2 separate regions of the Mus musculus genome follow, and region 1 is linked to region 2. A link is a contact called in public Hi-C data. All regions are on one chromosome and are shown on one strand. Each heading gives the region's core, a stretch centred on a gene start, on an enhancer-like site or on the middle of the called end of the contact. The rest is flanking DNA. Distances are from core to core; before and after follow the strand shown.

What was found. A called contact is a pair of places that touch in the nucleus more often than the background predicts.
Region 1: a Hi-C map of the N1E-115 cell line shows a contact between it and region 2, with 2.6 times the contacts expected there. The contact joins the enhancer-like site here to the promoter of AY702102 in region 2. A contact is called at or near these places in 2 of 484 Hi-C or Micro-C datasets (the N1E-115 cell line and nephron progenitors) and 2 of 115 datasets of contacts at active chromatin or transcription factors (embryonic fibroblasts and embryonic stem cells).

What each region holds. Positions count from the first base shown.
Region 1 is chr2:169,995,116-170,000,038 of GRCm38.p6, reverse strand. It overlaps a transcript of Tshz2 not described here. Among named protein-coding and RNA genes, the nearest start is that of AY702102, 34 kb to the right of the region's middle. Within about 2 kb of position 3,343, at least 28 of the 459 cell types and tissues checked have an H3K27ac peak or open chromatin away from gene starts, as enhancers often do. A contact at or near this core is called in the N1E-115 cell line and nephron progenitors, where this site is marked.
Region 2 is chr2:169,959,493-169,965,143 of GRCm38.p6, reverse strand. AY702102 (cDNA sequence AY702102) reads left to right here and starts at 1,957. Exons shown (of 1, transcript NR_131974.1): 1 at 1,957-3,131. It also overlaps a transcript of Tshz2 not described here.

The DNA of each region.
Region 1 (4,923 bases), core at 2,094-4,593, 34 kb before region 2:
TTGATTTACCTCTATCAGTGGTGTTTTCCTTTGGCTGCTGTTCTGTCTTGTCCAGACAGGGACACATAGGCAGCCAAATAAGGAACTCCAAAGATAGACTTCCAGGATACCCAGCACAGAACTGTGCGAAAACCAACCCTGTCTGAACATAATCCTCAAATGAGGAGCCAGACGGGCAAATAGGCTGCAGGAAACGTGACTGCCTCGGCTCTTCAGGCCACTGTTTCTGACATTTCAAACAGAAGGCATGGGAGGCTTATATGGAAATGAGGCCCTGGGTGAAGGTTGGGGCAGGGGCACAGATATTCCAGGAATCTGCAGCCAGAACCTCGTGAAAATCTAACAGAAAGCAACCTCTGTCCATTTTAAAAGACCCTCTCTGTCCAGGCAGGCTTGTGGATTCAAAAGCCATCGAGGAGGAAGTGGCTGCCATGCTCCAGCCTTTGACATCAGGGTGACCTCAGAAAGAGTTATTTAATTCCAAAGAACATCAACCGGCTATTCACACATAGGGAGGGGAGAAGAAAAGAATTTATATCCCTTTCATATATAAAAGGAAACAGATGTGATTTTCTTTACAAAAGAGCATTTCATTTAAAAAAAAAAAAGGCAAGGCAGACTTAACATAACCATTATTCTCCATCACAGGAAAAGCCAACCCTGTTTGCCTGTCATTACAGAAGGTAGCGAAATCCTTCTATCCAGCGGTTTCTCGGAAACATTCCACCGCCTTCTGGGAGCAGGTCTCTGTTTCCCATCTCACACTGAAGCCATTTTCTTAGACTAACGTTTTATATACACAGCTCAGATACAATGCAAACTCCGGGTATCCCAAAGGCAACGGGGCATTCGTTTATACTAAATCGGAAGTGTCACCCTTGGCAACCTGCAGCGGTGAAACATTTATTCAGGCTTGCATTCCTGGCACTTAGAATTATTTCTTTCATGCCTGATAGCCAAATTACAATATGGCAGGCTTCCCTGGAGCCATGGGATCATTAGTGCCAGCTCACAACATACTTTCAACTGATATGGCATTTCATGTACAGCTGCCAATCAAAAACTGGGATATGCAAATGAGGACGGGAGCCCCGGTGTACAGTTCCTGTACTGTGAGCTCCTCACAGATTCCCTTAATGACTAGCAGTCATTTCACTGAGTGGAAGCAAAAAGAACACACAGGAAAATTCCCCCAGGAAGCTGGTGCAAGAGCCAGGAATTTTTCCCCCCATTGATTTCCATATTTATTCTCCCGCTTGCCCTCTCTCTGTGTGTTTCTAAACAGGACCTCTAAAATACAGCAGCGGAGCTTGTTACATAAATACAGTCTTGTCATGGTGGCAGAAATGGTCAGGCCACATTAAGATGCTTGCAGTGGGCTCCCTTTACATAGGGGACTGGGGTCCGGACCTTAGTGTGGGAGGCAGGCTCACTGTGAGGCCACTTAACCCTGTGGGTCAAAACGCCCCCTGGAAGATGGAGCTGGGTCCTTGCCTGGGGAGGAGGTGCAGTGTCCTCTCTGTTTTCTGGCCCCTGCTTTCCTTTCCTCCTTGGCCCAGAGTCCTGCTTGCTACTCAGTTCTAGGCTTCCCCAGGGGTTTGCTTTGTGATTCCAAGGCTCTCCAAGCCGTTGTCCAGGGAGGGCCTTGTTTTTTCTGTTTCTCTCTACCAAGTTCAGTACCTGCAGAGTGACATAGCACCAAGGAATGGACTGGCGGTACCTAACGAGGTAGAACAGTGTTCCGGAACCTCGGATTTAAACTTGCGGTCTCACGGGGGACTGAAAAATGTCTCTGTCAGAAATGCTAATTACACCTTGGTTTGATCATTACATGTTGTATACATACCTCATAATGTCACCCTGTGCCCACAAATATACACAAGATTTATGTATCAGGTAAGATGTAAACAAAGGAATTGTCAAGGTGGCTCCGCCGCCTCCGCCGCCGGTGAAGGCACCGGCTCACAAGAGCCTGGAGACCCAAGTTCAGTGATTCCACAGAAAGTTGCAAAGAGAGAACCGGGTCCACAAAGTTGCCCTTTGACCTCCATACTCACAAATATTAATAGATAAAAAACATAAACATGTTAAAACTGGCATCTGTGTGCTCTCTAGCAGCAGGGAGGAGGTCCAACACCCCAAAGATAGAGAGTGGGTCTGATCTCCCTAACGGCCCAGGCCCGGTGTGGGTCACCCTTCTCCACCCCCCCCCCCCGCCCCCGCCCCCGCTGTACCCAGGGGCCTGAGGGACACACACCACCACTGTAATCAGCCCCTTTCCCCTCCACTTAGTCAGTGAGATGCTGACTCCCGAGTTCTCCTTTATTTTCCATTTCTGAGAAGCCATGAAATATCAAACGCTAATGATGTGACATTCCAAAGCGATAAAAATCCCTTTCAAGAAAGGCTTATCTGCTCTCTGTTTCCGGTCTCCATTTTCTTCTTACTCAGGGAATATGTTCCTTGTGTGTCTAGATCTGGCTGAGTCTTTTATTTTCACAAACGAGAAAATGGCCCATCATTTAATTGCAGGTTTGGCTGTATTCTCAGCTTATGTCTAAAAAGATTAGATGAAGGGAAGACGCTAATTAATGCGGGTACCACAGGGCTCACACGAGGTACTGCATCTTGAGTCTGCTCCAGGAGCATTTTTACTTAAAACTGACGGAAGCAGGCATTGTGGTGCTTTTAAACAATTGAGTGAGGATCCAGAGAAGTCAAGGCTCCTCGCTGAAGTCACACAGCTGGCAATTAGTGAAAACCAGATCTAGTTTGTCCGAGAGGCAACTGACATGTCTTCAAGAGCTCAACCCAGAAACACTGCTCGCAAAAGAGATGCCAGAGTGAAAGAAAATGCGTGCCTCGCCACGTCTCTCCCTTCGACAAAATTATTGAAGGTGTTGTATTAAAATCCCAGTCTAATTTAAATAGATGTGTCAGCAAGTCAGGATTCCCGGAGCAACTCTGAAACTTCACATTTGAGCTCCTCTCTCTTCCCAGAGCCACCCCTACCCCGCCACCCGCCCAGGTCCCTCGCCTCCAGTAATGAATGTCTTCCTTTCTCTCCCTGTTGTCCCTTCCTGCTATTTGTCTGTAAGCAGGAGTCAGACCCTGGCTCTTCCAACTGTGTATTCCTCACATAAATTTTCCTGTGTTTCTGGAGGAAACCCTCGCCTCTCACAGCCCCTAGGGGGGATTTGGTTAGCTCTTACACCTCCTCCTGGCTAAGGTCATCTTTTTTCCCCCTCTGGAGGTCTGCTGGGGCCACAGTTCTGATGTTACCAAGCTTTCAAGACAGCGAAAGCCGGACAAGGCAGAGCCCAGGGTGGAGGTCACATGTCACCCAGAGGAGTGTTCTGGGAAAGCTTCAAATGGCAGATATCAGATTTGGTGATGTCCTGAACTTGTATTAAGCTCCCTGCTTATCATGGCACCGTTCCAGAATCTAAGAGATCAGGAAGGCTAAATAAACGGGAGACCGAGGAACAGTCGGGCACTGAGCTCTGGGCTTTTTTTTTTTTTTTTTTCTTTTTTTTTTCCTTTTTAAAGCAGTAATCAAACCATCATAAAAACAAAAGGCACAGATTGAATTATTCCCACAGAACTTCTGCAGTGTGTTTCAGGGTTGAGGCTGTGTTTATCCTGACTACTTGCTGCTAATCAAAAACGATGCCTGATACCTCATTGTGCTTCTCACAGAGTATGAGGAAGGGACCTGCAGCCCGCTCTGCGGAGGGAGACAGCGAGGCAGAGAGAGAAGCCGGGACTCACCTGAGCTCACAGTCCTGCCTCACACAGAAGCCAGGTGCCCGCGCTCTCCCTCACGACTTCTCTCTGAGTCTGGAGTCGCAGAGAGAGACTACTAATCTCTGCGACTCTATGGCTTGTGTCCCTGAGGAATTGATGGAAGGAATCCAGGCAGGAAATTGATACCCAAGGGAGCCAGGGGATGCCTGCAGGGCCCCAAGAGGAGCGGTTTGCTTCCACTCTGCTGAGCCTTCTCATTTCTGTCTAGCCAGACCTTCCTTCCCACTGCTCTGCAGGCTCTCGGTGGCTCTGATCCGTGTGCTGGGGTGACACCTTGACAGGCGCACTGCTTGTCCTTCGCGGCCCCTCCCCTGGTTATCTGTCCGCTTTAACTGTTCTGTGTCTGGATGGAAAGTAATGAGGGAGGCTTTGGAAAGCCAAAGGCCACAAATCGGGGACACACAGTGTTATCTGAGCCAATCTCTATCCTTGCTCAAAGTCCGGGCGCCGGCCTGAGGTGGTTAAAGCATCTGATTTGGTGAGGAAGAAGTGACTCAGGAGAAGGAGAGTGTGGGCTGTTGGGGCGAGAGTGTGGGCTGCTGGGGTGGGCCAGGAGAACGGACTCCGATTCAGCTCGCAGCCCAGCCGTGGTGCGTTAGGGTTAGGTAGGGGACAGGGGTTTTCTCGAAGCAACTGCAGACTCAAGGGAGATGGACAGCCTGTGGCTGCAGAAAGCCCCTTGGTCCTCTGTCTTGTCCTGATCCACACAGCTCTAGAATGGCTTCTGGAAGAAGCAACAGTTTCCCCAGTTTCCAGGGAGAGGACGGAATTCACTGGAGAAGAGAAGAGAGCCCGTAGGAGATCAGGAGAGGCTTGGTGGCAACTATGGATTGGGAATGGTGATGACCCAGCCGATGTCAGGGCAGGAAGAAAAGACCAGGCGATAGGACAGCTGTGAGCTTGCGGGGACACCACAGCTCCAGGTAGGAAATGGCGGGAGGTCCCTTGAGAGTGGAGAGCAACGAAGATCACCTTTCAGTGTACCACAACTCTACAGACTAAGGTGTTTTCTTCTAGACTTAATGCAGTTCCAGGAAAGGAATGATCACAGGCCGAAAGATGAAGGCAGCTATGTATACACAGGCCAGAGTTTGTATTCTGGAAAAGCCGTTCCTG
Region 2 (5,651 bases), core at 708-3,207:
CGTGCTCCATCTTGCTTGGTTCTGTATTTGCACATTCAGGTACTTAGCCCAGCTTAGAGTCACGGAGCAACTTAGCCCATGAACAAAGCCAGACGCCAGCTAACATACAGGCTATCAAAGTAGGCCAGGTCATTTCATTGAGTTAAACTGCTTTTGATGTATGATCAAGTGTGATTATAATGATTATAATCTCGTTAGCTTGCTAGCCTTGTGGGGCTCATAAGGCAACTCCTGAAGACATACTGCAAAGAGTCTTTGCAGGAGCAGTAACCACTGGAATGAATATTTCATCTTCCCGGGGGAGACCGCTTTGAAGAAAAATGTCTATTACTGTGGGCACCCTGAGCTCATCTGCTTAGAAACAAAAAGAAAACTGGATACAATGAGGCAGATCATCACACCACTGCGCAGCATACAAGTTCAGTATCCTTCATAAAACTGGCCCTCCTCTCCCACCCAGCTAGTCTACAAAGAAAAACATGTACAGGCCAATTTCAGTTTGGCTTTGTTTTTTAACGTCTCCCTCCCTCCCTCCCTCCCTCCCTCCCTCCCTCCCTTTCTATTTCATAAACTGAAAGAAACACAGTCACCACCAGCATTTTCTGGCTGTCTTTCCTTAGTCACAATTCTACTTGCTTGGTTTTCTTGTTTTGTTTTATTTTATTTTATTTTTATTTTTTTTTATAGCTTTCATGTGTCCAGACTGTATTTACAGGATACCTACTATGTGCCTGGCATTGTTCTTGCTGATGAAGACACACTGCAGAAAGAACAGGCAAGGCTTGCCTTTGGGGCGCACACATCAGCCCCCCACTTCCCTTTATGGACACAGCACATTTGCGTTGCGGTTGTCAGGGGGTGGGTACCATTCGGCTGCAGTGACCAGTACACCTATGATTATTACTGTATGCAGTTTTACAGCTTAAATTCTTTAAGAAGGTTTTGAAGAGTTTCTGCTTTCAATTCTTCTTGATATATACGTTGGAGTGGAATGACTGAGTTATGTGGCAAATTCATTTTCAGCTTATCAGGGAGTCGCTGGGTGGATCCTCTCTCAAAGCCACTCTACTTACATGCATGACTCTGCATGTATGAAGTGTCCTGAACAGGCAGATTCCCAGTCACAGAGAGGAGATGACTGGTTCCCAGGGGGCCAAAGGGGAGAAGTCGGTTGCGTGTGTGTCTCCCTGTAGGGATGAGGAAAACGTTCTGAAATGAGGATGTGGTGTAGATGTGCACTTCACATGGCTAAAACAAGATTGGGCTCAGTGGTTAAGAGATGTCCTGCTCTTGCAGAGGACCAGAGGAAAATTCTCAGTACATACATTGGGCATCTCACCATTGCCTGTAACTCCAGATCCAGGAGGGCCAACACCCTCTTCTGGTCTCTGAGGGCACACACATACACTCTTAGCCGGGTGGTGGCAGTGCACACCTTTAATCCCAGCACTTGGGAGGCAGAGGCAGGTGGATTTCTGAGTTCGAGGCCAGCCTGGTCTACAGAATGAGTTCAGGACAGCCAGGACTACACAGAGAAACCCTGTCTCAAAAAAAAAAAAAAAAAAAAAAAAACAAAAACAACAAAAAATACAACCCAAAAGACTAATTTTGTATCCTATGTGTTTTACCCTAATTAAGCAAAGCAAAACAGAGAGAGGAAAAGATCTGACAAGGTCCTAATCTTATGGGGCACATAGGTTAATGAGTGGAGACCGACCATAGATAAATCAATACTTCATACATTGTATTCATCTGTGCTCTGACAGAAGAGGTGCTGGGAAGCACTTGGGTAGGATTTGGGTTGCCAGACTGTGAGGGGACACGGGGCATTGAGAAGGAGGAGGGGCAGGGAGTCCAGCTGGGGCTGTGTCATTATGATGTCACATGTGACATTATGATGTCAGGGGTATTCAGTTGGAAGGTTCTTTTGGCCATAGGGAGATATAGAGAGAGCTTGTAGATAGTTTTAGCTGACATGACTCTGGGAGGGAGGGGGTACCCCCTCGGAAGAATGGGGTACTCCTCCGCTTTCCAACAAAGAATCCCCTGTCCTGAAATGACCTCAGAGGAACTGGCTGAGACACTCTGACCTAACCATGCAGATCCAAGGCTTAAAATCTGCTGGAAAAAACCCAGCCAGTTTTATATAGCGTGCAGGCTCACGGGTTGTTCTGTGTGAGTCATCTGGAACCCGGGGTCTGGCTTTGACTTGTGTCTGCAGCCTGAGGAAGACGAATGTTCCTTCGGCCAGTTGAGTCTGAGAATTGAGGACATTCACAGCTCTCACTCTGTGTCCTGACCTACGTGACTCAGACCTGGAACTGGATGTATTAGGGTGTGGGGAACTCTGCAGGAAAACCCACAATTCTTATCCAAGGGCAGGTTTTAGCCTAAGCAGAGAATCCGTGCCCCATGCCCTAGTGGAAATGCCTTTTTTTCATGACAATTTAAGATGGACACTGTCTTCCTGCCTTGCCACCTTCCCTGTGGGTTGAATCTACCCGACACTACATTTTATCCAGGGATCAAGGCTAGAAGAGATGAATCCACAGAAGAGTCTGCGACCATGGTGCCTGGGCTTTCTGTGCAAAATGCTACAGCCACAATAAGATATTTACCGTCTTTATCGGAAGATCAAACCCACCCACAAATGTCACATTGCTCAAATTCCATCAGTAGATCAGACAAGCTGTCTCTGGGAAGAGGACATTCCAGCCAGCAAGTTCAGAGCGCACTGGCTTCGAGGGCCGGTCCCTTCCTATTTTCTGTCACACACCCTGAGCCTTTGTTGTCTCCGCACTGCTGATAAATCAATCCATCAAAAAATTTCCTCAGTGAAACTCAATCAAGAAAGGTCATGTCAGCGGGAGAGGAACAGATTAAATTAGCATCAAATTAGACATGGAAAGTGAGTTCTGTCAAAATCATCGCAGCGCTCAGCACAATTAGAATATGTTAATTATGCATTTCATTAAGGTGGATGTGAGATGAAATGTCACTGGGGTAGGCATCCGAAAAAGGGAAGATTGCCAGGCACAACTTTCTCTAGACAATGTGTGACACCTTCATTACCATCAAGAATCGCGAGTCTGCCGTGACTTTTTCTGTAAAGGATTAAACCATTAACTGTTTGCTGTCTCCTCTCATTCGTGCAAAGGGGCGGGGGGTGAGGGTGGGTCCCCCTATCCTCAGAGCCGACCACTCCCTTCCAAGTGACTGTCTTGCTCTCAGACCGCCATGGCCCCGGGGGCTGCTGGGAATGCCTGGTGGGCAACAGGGTGGTGGCAGGCTTTAATGAACTCCTTGGAATCCTGCCACTGCCTTAGGGGTGGCGAAATGCTGGGGATGGGGAGAGGAGAGAAATGAGGGGTGAGGATTACAGAGGGAGGGGAGGAGGAGCGAGGATCTCGGCCCCAGTCTTGGGGATGAAAGATATCATCAACATAATGGGGAACGGGAAGGGGGGGGGATCCAATTTCTAAACGCGCGCACCCAGCAAACTCTCATTTGGTGAATTCTTTTGCACCCGCGCTGAGGCTCTGAGTCATGGTTACCAAGAGGCTCTGACTTCTAGCGAGGCAGCTTCATCAGATGCCGCTTAGGTGCTCAGCACAGAAGGCTGCGACTCTGAGCAGCCCCGTTCCTCTGAGACTACTGCTTGGTTCTCCCACCCCCACCCCCACCCCTGCTTTTCTTTTTAAAACCAGGGCTTTCTATGTTAGCGGGAGGGTGGGAAGGGGCTCTAGGTGGGTTATTCCTGACCTTGCTTCCTCAGGTAATTCCTTTCCTCCCTCCCACCATGAGCCAAGCATCCAATGTTCCAGATCAACTTAGTTCATTAGGAAGCTTCCGGTGGTGCCTTGTGGTGGGAATCTCTGCTTTGTTCTCATTTCTCTTGCACAGGCTGGTCTGTCTCTTGGCGGGGGGGGGGGGGGGATCCCTGATTCCAGACTCTGTGTCCCCTCGTTCTGTGCCTTCTCACCCACAGTGCGCTCTCTCTCTCGCGCGCGCGCACACACACACAGAGCACACATCTGTTGGATTCCTCTACCTCAAGTCAAAATGAACATGACTTCCTGCCAGATGTGTCCCTCACCGACAAGCCTCTCCTACATCTCTGGGAGCTTCCCCCGGGCACACATGGGATGCTGGACTTGACAGAACTTTCCAGAGTTAATATTTGCTGTTCACACCCAAATGACACATCCTCTCTCTTTCACACACAATATATTGATGACAACCCATTGTAACTGATATATGTATATGTGTGTGCGTGTGTGTTTGTATGTATGGTTGTGCGTGTAATTGTAAGTACATCTTAACAAATGGAGAATAGGTCGCGCTATTTAATATAGTGCATGTTTTGTTTTTGTTTTTGTTTTTGTTTTTGTTTGAACAAGTAAGAAACCAGAAGCCTCAAATTTTATTTTTGACCTTTCGAAGCTCAGACCCATCTCTTGCAAGGCAGCCAATTGGAATCCATCTTTTATGCTTAAGGTCGTACAATGCCACGGTCCTACTTTCTCCCTCCTGCGTGTACCACAGGAATATGATTCTGTTGGTTTACCTGAGTCACACCCTTCTTTTTCCTTTTCTCTATTTTGTTTTTTACTCTACTTTTTTTTTTTTAAATCAACCAACAGCTCTTGGCTTTTAGCTGGAATGTTAAGGCAACTGACTCTGTCCCCAAACTTTTGCACACCAAGAATAAACTTGGTCCCAACCAAGCAGGTATTAGCTCACTAAGCCTGTTTTCTCTGAAATATTGTGGGAAGGGCATTGCTCAGCACCAACATTTGTTGAGAGAAGACAATAGAATGTAAAGCCTGGTACCTAACTGCTAAATCCTCAGCGCCTGACGTTGATGATGCAGATAATGGTGGTGGTGGTGGTGATGATGATAATGATGGTGATCATTCACACACACACAGACAGACACACACAGACACACACAGACACACACAGACACACAGACACACACACACACACACACACACACACACACACACACGCACGCGTGCTCGAGGTCTTACTATGTAGCATAGCCCTGGCTGGCTTAGAACTCTATATAGACTAGGCTGGCCTTGAATTCACAAGAGACCCACTTACCTTTGCTCCACACCCTGCCTGTAGCGAAAATCTTTAGCTGGCATCTTTGCAGTATCAAAGGCCAGTCTACAGTCTACTCTGCATGCACTGCATCCACAGAAGTATCTCAGTTTATGGGGAGAAAAGATAGGGCTGGCTATTGCGGCCCATTTTCAATTTTGCATGAGAACAAGAACACACTTGGGGCACTGAGAACTCATGGCGGAAACACCCCAGAACTGTGAGCTCTCTGTCGGAATCTTTGCCAGTAACAAAACCCCAAATGAATTCCAAGGAAATTGACAAGGGATGTTCAGTCAGGAGTTCTGCTGGAGCCTGGGATGGGCTATTAATTCCTGGCTCTCTTAGGTGTCTCATTTTCTGAGCTTCATTTAATGTTTAAGATCACCTGGGGCCCAGCCTGTTAGAGAATGGAGGCCCAGGAAACGGACTCAGGAGCCAGCTCTGATTTGATGCAGCCCCTGCCTCACCTCGCTGTGAGAGCAGGTGGGAGGGGAGGGAAGAGGGCTGCCGGGACGCTTCCTCCCAGCCTGCCTGGCCCT